3 separate regions of the Sus scrofa genome follow, and regions 1 and 3 are each linked to region 2. Evidence: chromatin contacts called from public Hi-C data. All regions are on one chromosome and are shown on one strand. The core of a region is the stretch at or near the end of the contact, and the rest is flanking DNA. Distances in the headings are between cores, read along the strand shown. Region 1 holds the start of MYH9 (myosin-9). Region 2 holds the start of TXN2 (thioredoxin 2). Region 3 overlaps MYH9 (myosin-9).

What was found. A called contact is a pair of places that touch in the nucleus more often than the background predicts.
Region 1: a contact with region 2 is called in a Hi-C map of liver, with 4 times the contacts expected there. The contact joins the promoter of MYH9 here to the promoter of TXN2 in region 2. A contact is called at or near these places in 3 of 5 promoter capture datasets (fetal liver, fetal skeletal muscle and liver), 20 of 47 Hi-C or Micro-C datasets (alveolar macrophages, blood, embryonic fibroblasts and 12 more) and 2 of 2 datasets of contacts at active chromatin or transcription factors (alveolar macrophages and skeletal muscle).
Region 3: a contact with region 2 is called in a Hi-C map of liver, with 2.8 times the contacts expected there. The contact joins the enhancer-like site here to the promoter of TXN2 in region 2. A contact is called at or near these places in 16 of 47 Hi-C or Micro-C datasets (adipocytes, blood, embryonic fibroblasts and 10 more) and 2 of 2 datasets of contacts at active chromatin or transcription factors (alveolar macrophages and skeletal muscle).

The regions. Positions count from the first base shown.
Region 1 is chr5:11,364,195-11,366,894 of Sscrofa11.1, forward strand. It overlaps MYH9 (myosin-9), which reads left to right and starts at 1,409. Exons shown (of 45, transcript XM_021091538.1): 1 at 1,409-1,629.
Region 2 is chr5:11,262,894-11,265,725 of Sscrofa11.1, forward strand. It overlaps TXN2 (thioredoxin 2), which reads left to right and starts at 1,577. Exons shown (of 4, transcript NM_001243705.1): 1 at 1,577-1,765; 2 at 2,550-2,812. The coding sequence starts at 2,550.
Region 3 is chr5:11,384,765-11,387,464 of Sscrofa11.1, forward strand. All of the region lies in intron 1 of MYH9 (myosin-9), which reads left to right. Among named protein-coding and RNA genes, the nearest start is that of MYH9, 21 kb to the left of the region's middle. Within about 2 kb of position 1,312, at least 37 of the 83 cell types and tissues checked have an H3K27ac peak or open chromatin away from gene starts, as enhancers often do. A contact at or near this core is called in fetal liver, liver, mesenteric adipose tissue and 1 more, where this site is marked.

The DNA of each region.
Region 1 (2,700 bases), core at 159-2,658, 100 kb after region 2:
CGGGATCCGAGCCGCGTCTGCAACCTACACCACAGCTCACAGCAACGCAGGATCGTTAACCCACTGAGCAAGGGCAGGGACCGAACCCGAAACCTCATGGTTCCTAGCCGGATCCGTTAACCACTGAGCCACGACAGGAACTCCTTACTTCTTCTTTTTAAGTCATCTTTTTCTTTTCGGTCATTTTTATTTTGGAGTTATTTACTTATTTATTTTTTAATGGCCGTAGAAGAGTTCTTTACACATCATTGATAATAATTCTTTGTCACAGAGTTGCAAAATCTGTTTTCCAGTTTTCTCTTGACTTTAGATCGCACTTCTTTTGAAGTTCATTTGGAAGAATAGTTTAGTCATGATCGGAAGAACATTCCAAAAAGAAAGAGTAATGAGAAATTTGCCCCTTTAGATATATAATGTATTATGAAGCTACCATCCTTAAAGCATTGTGGAACTGGCACAGGAACACACAGAAAGATCAATGGATACACCTCAGAAATAGATCCAAGAATATATGAGTTCGGTAGGTGGTGATGGTGTGTGGACAGCTGGCTATCACAAAAATTATGTTAGATTTCTTTCCCACTTCAAAATCAGAATGAATTCCAAATGGATTAAAAATGTAAACAATTCTTTTAAAAATTAAAAAATTTAATCCTCTTGTAGGCAGAAACCGAAAAAAAAACAAAGTGTGCTTTGCCTACCTAGGAAAAAAACCTAAGAAAACATTTTGCAAAAATATCTGAAAGGAAGATAGAGGTAAAGAGCAGCACTCCAGGCTGAGGGAACCCGTTTGAGCAACGGTCTGGAGGCTGAAAGACTCCCGGCCCACTCTAAAAAGAGGGTCAGGGATCGAACTCAGGGCTCCCACAACGGATCCAGGGCTGAGTCCATGTCCGCCCCCACAGGCCATCTTAATTGTAAAACAGCACTTTTCCCATATATGGTACTTCATATGTGTTCTGGTAGGATGACATGGGTCACGGAAATCAGCTCGCGGGGCGGGGTGTCAGAATCCCGGACCTTCCCAGCCTCCTCCCGCCCCACCTCGCCCTGGCTCGGGCAGTGCACCAAAATCCCGGCCTGGAGCCCGCTGAGAGTCTCCTCCTCCTGATTGGACTCTCACTGTGTCAATCCGGTTCCTGGAACCTGGATGCTCTTTGGTTCCGCCCTAGGGGGCGGGGCTCGCGCCTAGGAAGCGCGGGGGAAGGTGCAGAAGGCGGAGGTGGGGGCGGATGGGGAGGATGAATCCCACCCCTCTGGCCCCACAGGCTCCTCCCGCCTCCTTCTTACAGGTCCAGGTGCCTGTCCATCTTAACCACAAGCGGGCTGGAGTGGGTGCAACAGCCTGGGGGGCGTGTACGTCCCTCCAGGCTCCGCCCCACAGCCGGCGCTGGGCTCCGAATGGGCGGGCACTGCGAGGGCGGGGCGGGAAGGAGGCGAGGAGCTGAGCAGGGTGCGGTGAGGCGCGCAGATCACCGCGGTTCCTGGGCAGGGCACCGAAGTCTGAGCGAGGCTGACCTGCTGCAGCTCCCGCCTCGCGCGCTCGCCCCACTCCACTGTCGCCTGAGCTCTAGAGAAAGCCCTCTCGGGAGAAGCAGCTTCAGTTCCCTCGGGCAGATCCAGGTTCAGGTGAGCTAGCCCCACCGGCGGGTCCCGCCCGGGCAGGCGGGCGGGGGCGGGGGCGACGGGAAGCGCGGCGTCTGGAGCAAGCCGGCAGACCTGTGGTTCTCGGCCGCCTCGCGGCCAGTGACCGACTTGGGCGGGCACGAACGCTGCGGGGCCCGGCCGGGGCACTGCATCCTTCGCGGAGAGGGTCCGGGACCCTTGCGCGGGCGCTAGGGGACGGCGCCCCTGGAAGCGAGGCCTCGGGAGCAGAGGAAGTCTTCGGGGCCGGGCGCTCCCCGGAAACCCCCAATCCTCTCCACTCTCCCGTCGGCGCACTCCGCCTGCCGGGCACCCGGCAGCCTCGACCTACCCCAGCTGCCGGGGCACGGGCCCCGCCCTCGCCTCGCCCAGTGCCCAAGTTAGGCAAACTTTTTAACCCCTTCCGGGAGCCTCTGTGCCTCGGACCCAGCCGCGTGGGTGAGAGTAGGGAGGGGGGTCTTGGAGCCCGGGCTTCTTTGGAAGTTTCCAGGCGTTTTCGAAACCGAGGTAACGGACAGACAGGGACCGTTTGGCAGCTGTCAGGGCGTCCTACTGACTCAGAATCGGACAATCCTGCAGCAGACATTGAGCTCCGCTCAGTTTCCGCCCTCCGCTACCGACTTCCTTATTTGCCCGTCTGTGATCGGCAGGGGGAGGAGGGGGACCGGGCGAGGTGCGGGTGGGTGCACCGGGAAGAGGGACCTGGCGGGGATCCGGGCTCGAGGAAGGAAAGACTTGCCTTTCCCCCGCTGACCCTCATCCTTTGACTTATCCCCGGGAGAGACAGGCCCGGGAAGGCCCGCAGCCATCTCCGAGGTCCCGGCGCGCACCTGATTCCACCGCACCTGCGGGCCGACCCACCGGGGCGGGGGCGGGGAGAGCTGCTCCCAGCTCCTTCACGACCTGGCCTGGGCTGTTGCATCGTCCCTGTTTGGGCCAGATCCAGGGCTTTCTACTTATCCCCCACCCCCACCCCGTCAATTTCCCTGGGCTGGGTGCTCACCCCTTGCTGTCCTGGGGCCGCGCCCAGGGCAGGACTGCACCCCCCCCTCCCAG
Region 2 (2,832 bases), core at 327-2,826:
TTTCTCAGCTGGACAGTAGAGAGAAAAGCCTTCCAGGCATGGGAAGTAGCAACTACAAAGTGCAGGGATGGGAGAGACATTTAAGCAAACTATGGAACTGTGATTCCCACTAGCTGGAGTGTAGATTGAAGTGAAAGTGTGAGATGGGGCTCTGCCAATTTACCTGCTTCCTGACCTTGGCCTGGGAACTTCTGCATGCTGCAGGTGTGGCCAAAAAAAAAAAAAAAAAAAGAAGAGGAAAAATACACTCAGCTTAATAAGCATCTATGGAACATCCTTGGTGAGCCAGGTTGTATCAGGTTGGTGCTGGGTGTATGGACATGTGTAAAAGCTGGAGATCCCTATGCTCAGGGAGCATATGGTCTCACGGGAGAGACAGACACTGTGCAGTGTGTTATGGACAAAGCACCAGAGAGAAAAAGGCAATTAATGCTGCTCAAGAAGTATGAGTAGGTGTTCTACCGAGTGGACATAGAAAAAAGGCTTTCAAGTTAAGCAAAGGCAGGGAGGAGGGAGAAGCATTGATTTATTCATAGAACCATAAGAAGTTATGAGTGGTTGTAAGGTCTTAGAGCCAGATTTAATCCCTCAAACTGCCGACTCCCTTATCTTGTTCAACCAAGAGCAGCCTGTTCTGGAATGATGACTGCCCTAACTGCATTTTGTCTTTGCTAATCTTCAGTTCCCACCATATCATGGAACATTGTTACAACCCCTCACCTCTCCTCCTACCCCTCCCATGTAGCCTGATGCCAGCCCTGACACTGGTTACTTTAGCCACAAGCCTCTATAAAACCTATTCCCCCGCTAATACCAGGGAGCCTGTGCTTTCTCTCAGTGCTTCTGGCCATCTTCTGTTCAGTAAACCTACTTGAAGCCTCAACGCTCTGGACTCTCTGCCTCTATTTCTGCTCTGAAACCCCACAGCCCTTTCCTGCTCTAACATAGGTAAAGGGTGCAAGGGAGACAAGGGGTGGCTGTGAGACCAGCCTGAGACACACAAATGCCTAGACTCCTGTTGTCCATGACAGCGACAATGGGTGAGAAAGGAAGGCCCAGGCCCAGGTAGATTCAGGGATCATCACACTTTGCCTGGGGCCTCAGAGGCAGGCCCTCCAAGTATCACTACCAGTTGGCATCTTGTCTGGGCCCAGTTTCTCAGCAATCCCAAAGAGACAAGGGTGGAAGACAAGCTGAGCTTTTCATGTCACATTTTGGGAAACTGAAGTCCCCAAGGGCAGGAAGACTTGCTCGAAACCACGAAGTTATACAGTCACATATGACAAATACGAGTCAGCGTTCTCTGGACTCCCAACTGAAGTCTTTTGCTTCGAAGCGACATTAGGACAATGAGACAAAAGGGTGGACATGCTGGTCAGCAAGTGTTTGCAAACTCGAGGACCACGCCTCCCCACCGCCCTTCTCTCCGCCCCCCCCCCTCCCTGGCACTCCCGCCTCCTTCCCCTCCTCTTCCGGACCCTCCTCCGGAGCCCTCCGGCCTCTTCCTGTCCCTCCCCAATGATCCGCCCCTCTTCCGGTTCCTCCCCTAAGAGCCCGCCCATCTTCCGGTGTCTCTTTTCAAGAACGCTTCTCTTCCGGTCCCTAACGGAGGCTCCGCCCGTGCCTGCCCTCTAGTTGAGGACTTGCTCAGGTTGCCTTTCCCGGAAGTGACGCTAAGGCCCGCCCCTCAGGAAGTGACGACAGAAGTGCCCTTGACCGGTGGGGCGGGCCGTGCTGTGCGTCGCTTCGCTCTCGTTGCTGGGAGGTAGGGGCCCTGTGGGGATGGTTCGAAGTGGTATCGCGGCTGAGGCGCCTCTGCAGGCGCGTTCCCATGCAGGCCGATGGCCGAGCGGGCAGAAACCCTGGGTGGGAGGAACTTGCCATTCGGGGAGCCGGGGTTCCCAGTTCCTTCCACACACACGTCCCTTCTTTATTAATTCCCCCCCCACCTGCTCCCGTGTCACTTCGTTCCTATTTGAATTGTTGCTTGTCTTCTTTCCTGAACCTTTGACAACTCTCCTTTGTCTTTAATTTCCCATTAAAACTCCTTTTAAAAGAGTAATCGATAGAGTAAGGACTTTTCAGACTGTCGTGGGCTCTAGTGTCGACTCTCCTTTAATAATTGGGTTGCTTTGGATATGTCACAATTTGCTTGAGCTTCTAAGTCCTTATCTATAATATGAGCAGTAGTACAGTAGAAACTTCTTCATCGTTGATCTGGGAGGACTCTAATGCCTGTAAGATACCTATCTCTTAGCAGGTGCTCCATAAATATTGATTCCTTCCCCCCTTCCGTCTGTTGTAATTTCACCAATATCCTGCTTTTTGGGTTGTCGACCTAGTTTTCCCATCCTGGTTTTCGATTCCTTTTTCCCCTTGATTCTCATTCTTTACTCACTTTTCCTCCAGAAGTCTTATGTATTATTTCCCAACATTTTGTTTCTGGCCCTGCATCTTGAGCCCCCTGGTACTCCCACATACCTTTCTGATTTCTGGTGTGTTGACTTCCTGTTCTTTGCCCCTACTCTTCCTACCTCTTCCCTTCACAGATGGCTCAGCGTCTTCTCCTGAGGAGGTTCCTGGCCTCTGTAGTCTCCAGGAAGCCCTCTCATAGTCGGTGGGCACCCCTCGCTTCCAGAGCCCTGCAGACCCCACAGCTCAGCCTTAGTAACCTGACAGGAACACCCAGCCAAGCCCGGTCATTATACACTACCCAGGTCTGTACAACAACCTTTAACATCCAGGATGGACCTGACTTTCAAGACCGAGTTGTCAACAGTGAGACGCCAGTGGTTGTGGATTTCCATGCACAGTGAGTCCTGGGGGGGTCAG
Region 3 (2,700 bases), core at 62-2,561, 120 kb after region 2:
CTGCAGCTTCCAGGCCAGTCTGGCTGCCTCCTAAGTCTGCCTCTTTCTAAGACGCCTTCCGAAAAGGTCATGAATAAGTTATCACCACTTGGCAGGTCTCTCTCCCTTTCAGAGTCGACTTAAATGACTGCTCGATCAATCCAGGAAGATCGTTGACCTTCTGGCCAGTCCTGCGTCTCTTAGAAACAAAACGGACATTAGTGTACATCAGCTTTAGCTGGAAGGGGGACTGAGAAGACTGAGAACCGTGATCATATATGATCCTGGGTGGCCACAGAGAAGGCTCAGCCCATTCTGGGCCTTTCCTGCCTTGTCTGCTAAAGAGAGTCTGTCACTTGGGTTTGGAAAATAAGATGCAGGATTACTGGGCTTAACCTTAGGCCCTTGAAGAATGGGTGGCAGAGAGTCTGCTGGGCGTGGTCCTTGAAGTTTGGAATTTTGGGGAGACTGGAACCTTCCCCATGTTTTCAGGTCATAATGTATTGCTCAGTCCCTACGCAGGCGGGCCCATGATGGCCTTAAGCTCTCAGCCCAGCAGGAATGGGATCGAGATGGCTGTTGGTGGTAGTGGCTACGATACTCAGGGATTTTGTTTGTTTTTTGGATCATTTAAACGTTACTCAGAATAACCAGCTGCCAAAGGCCCGGTGGGTCCCGGGCTGAGTGGTCTTCATAATTGTCTTTCATTTCTGACCCCGGATTGGTTTCTCGGCCACCGTGCTGTGGACTCAGGAAACCAGCCTGTTGCACTTTCCCATAGAGACAGCGGCTGTATAATTAAATCTTCTCAGTATGGTTATTTTTCTGCGTTGGGTCTCAGCAAACTGTGTTCACATGCTTGGGGAAAGAAAAACTGTCCTATCAGCAGAACCGAAGGGAAGGAATAACTTCACTGCAGGAATCCGAAGGTTCTCGTGTGTGAAGCTCTGCTAGGCTGGGGCGGGGGTGGGGGCGGGGGGGGGTGCTCTCTGCGGGAGGGCACGGTGATGTGTTCAGTGTGCAGTTCCTGACGGGAAGGAAGCCAAGCAGTTCTGTCACCCTTGTGAAACCTGGAGTGCATGGGGGGGTGGGGTGGGGGAGTGATAATCTGTACCTGACTGCTTGGGAGGGGGGCCCCACCCCCATTTCTGAAAAGACTTCCCTGCACTTTCTCTTGGGCAGCTGAGTAGAAGCTCCTTACCAAGTAGGTGAGGCACATGTGTGATCTCACTGCACAAATATTGAGCCAATTAAAAGCAAAGTCAAGGTCCAGCGCAGACAGACGACTGAGCCATAGGTCCAGCCAGCGGCTGCCTGCCTGGCCTCTTCCCTGTAAAAGAGAGCTGCATTGCTGAGAGCTGCATTGCTGATGTGCCTGACACCAGACAGGAGGGCCTAGGAGGGAGCAGCTGCTCTCCTGGACGGCCGGCTTCCCGAGGACACAATGCGAGCTGCGAACCCAGGCGTCCTCAACAGTCTAGTTCACTTCCACACGCACGGGCGGAGGCTCCTGACCCTCTCTGAGTGTGGAGTAGAGGGCCCATCCTCGCCTTCAGGAAGTTCTAGGGCCCTTGGGGACAAGCAGAGAGGGCTGTGGTTCTGGGACAGGCAGACTGTGCTGGAGCAGGCCTGCGGGCGGAGAGGGCGAGAGGGATAACGCACTGGGTGTTAGGAAAGGCTGCCTGGGTGAGTGGGGATTGTGATGGAGCCAAGACTGTCCCCTGGGGAGCCGAGGCCAGAATGAGAGTGTCCGGCAGGGGACGAGAAGTGGGGCTGGAAAGGTAGTTGGAGGCCTTGTTGAGGGAAGGCCCTGGGGTCTTTCTCTTTAGGTGGGAGGGACCATCATGCTGCCTATGGTAGAATTCTTGAATAGCAGAGCCGTGTTGCAACTCTTAACTGCTTCCTGCCCCGTGAGCTGATTCTTTAAGACCCTACCTGGTGGGGAGTTCCCGTTGTGGCTCAGTGGTAACGAACCCATGAGGACATTGGTTTGATCCCTGGCCTTGCTCAGTGGGTTAAGGATCTGGTGTGGCTGTGGCGTGGGCCAGCAGTTGCAGCTCCAGTTAGACCCCTAGCCTGGGAACTCCCCCCGCCCCCCAAAAAGGACTGTGCCTTGTGGCCCTAAGGTCAGGATGGTGTCTTCGTGGAGGCCCAGCGGGCACTTTGGTCCCCATGACACAGGATGCAGATCTGTGCTGGAGTGTTCCTGGGATGCTGGGTCCCTTCTCACTTAGGAGGACATGACTGAGGGGGGCTGTTCTGATAGTAGCTCCGAGGTTGAAGTCTGTGCCTGCCTTTGTGCCTCTCTTGTGGCGGGTGACCTCTTTCTCGGTAGCCCTGTCGTGGGACTGGAAGCCCCCTCCTGGCTGATGCGGGGTACTTTCCAACTGCCGACTTCTGGTTGCCCCCCTAAATTGAGGTCAGGGAGGGTGATCTTTTTAAAATACAAATCCAATGATGTCACCCCCAACCCCCACCCCCATCCCTAAAATAAAGTCCACATTCCTCCGAGGGGCTGATAAGATACCGAGTGAGCAGCTGCACACATCCCCCTCCGCCAGCCTCCTCTCTGGCTCCTGCCCCGCCCGCCCGCCGCCCCACCGCCTGCTCTAAATTCTGGTGTCAGTTTTGATGGTCTGTGTTCCTTGGGTGCAGGCCCTGCACCCAGGTGCACCCTGGGGCTCTCAGGAGCCCTGGGAAGCCCCTCCAGGAGGCCTCTTA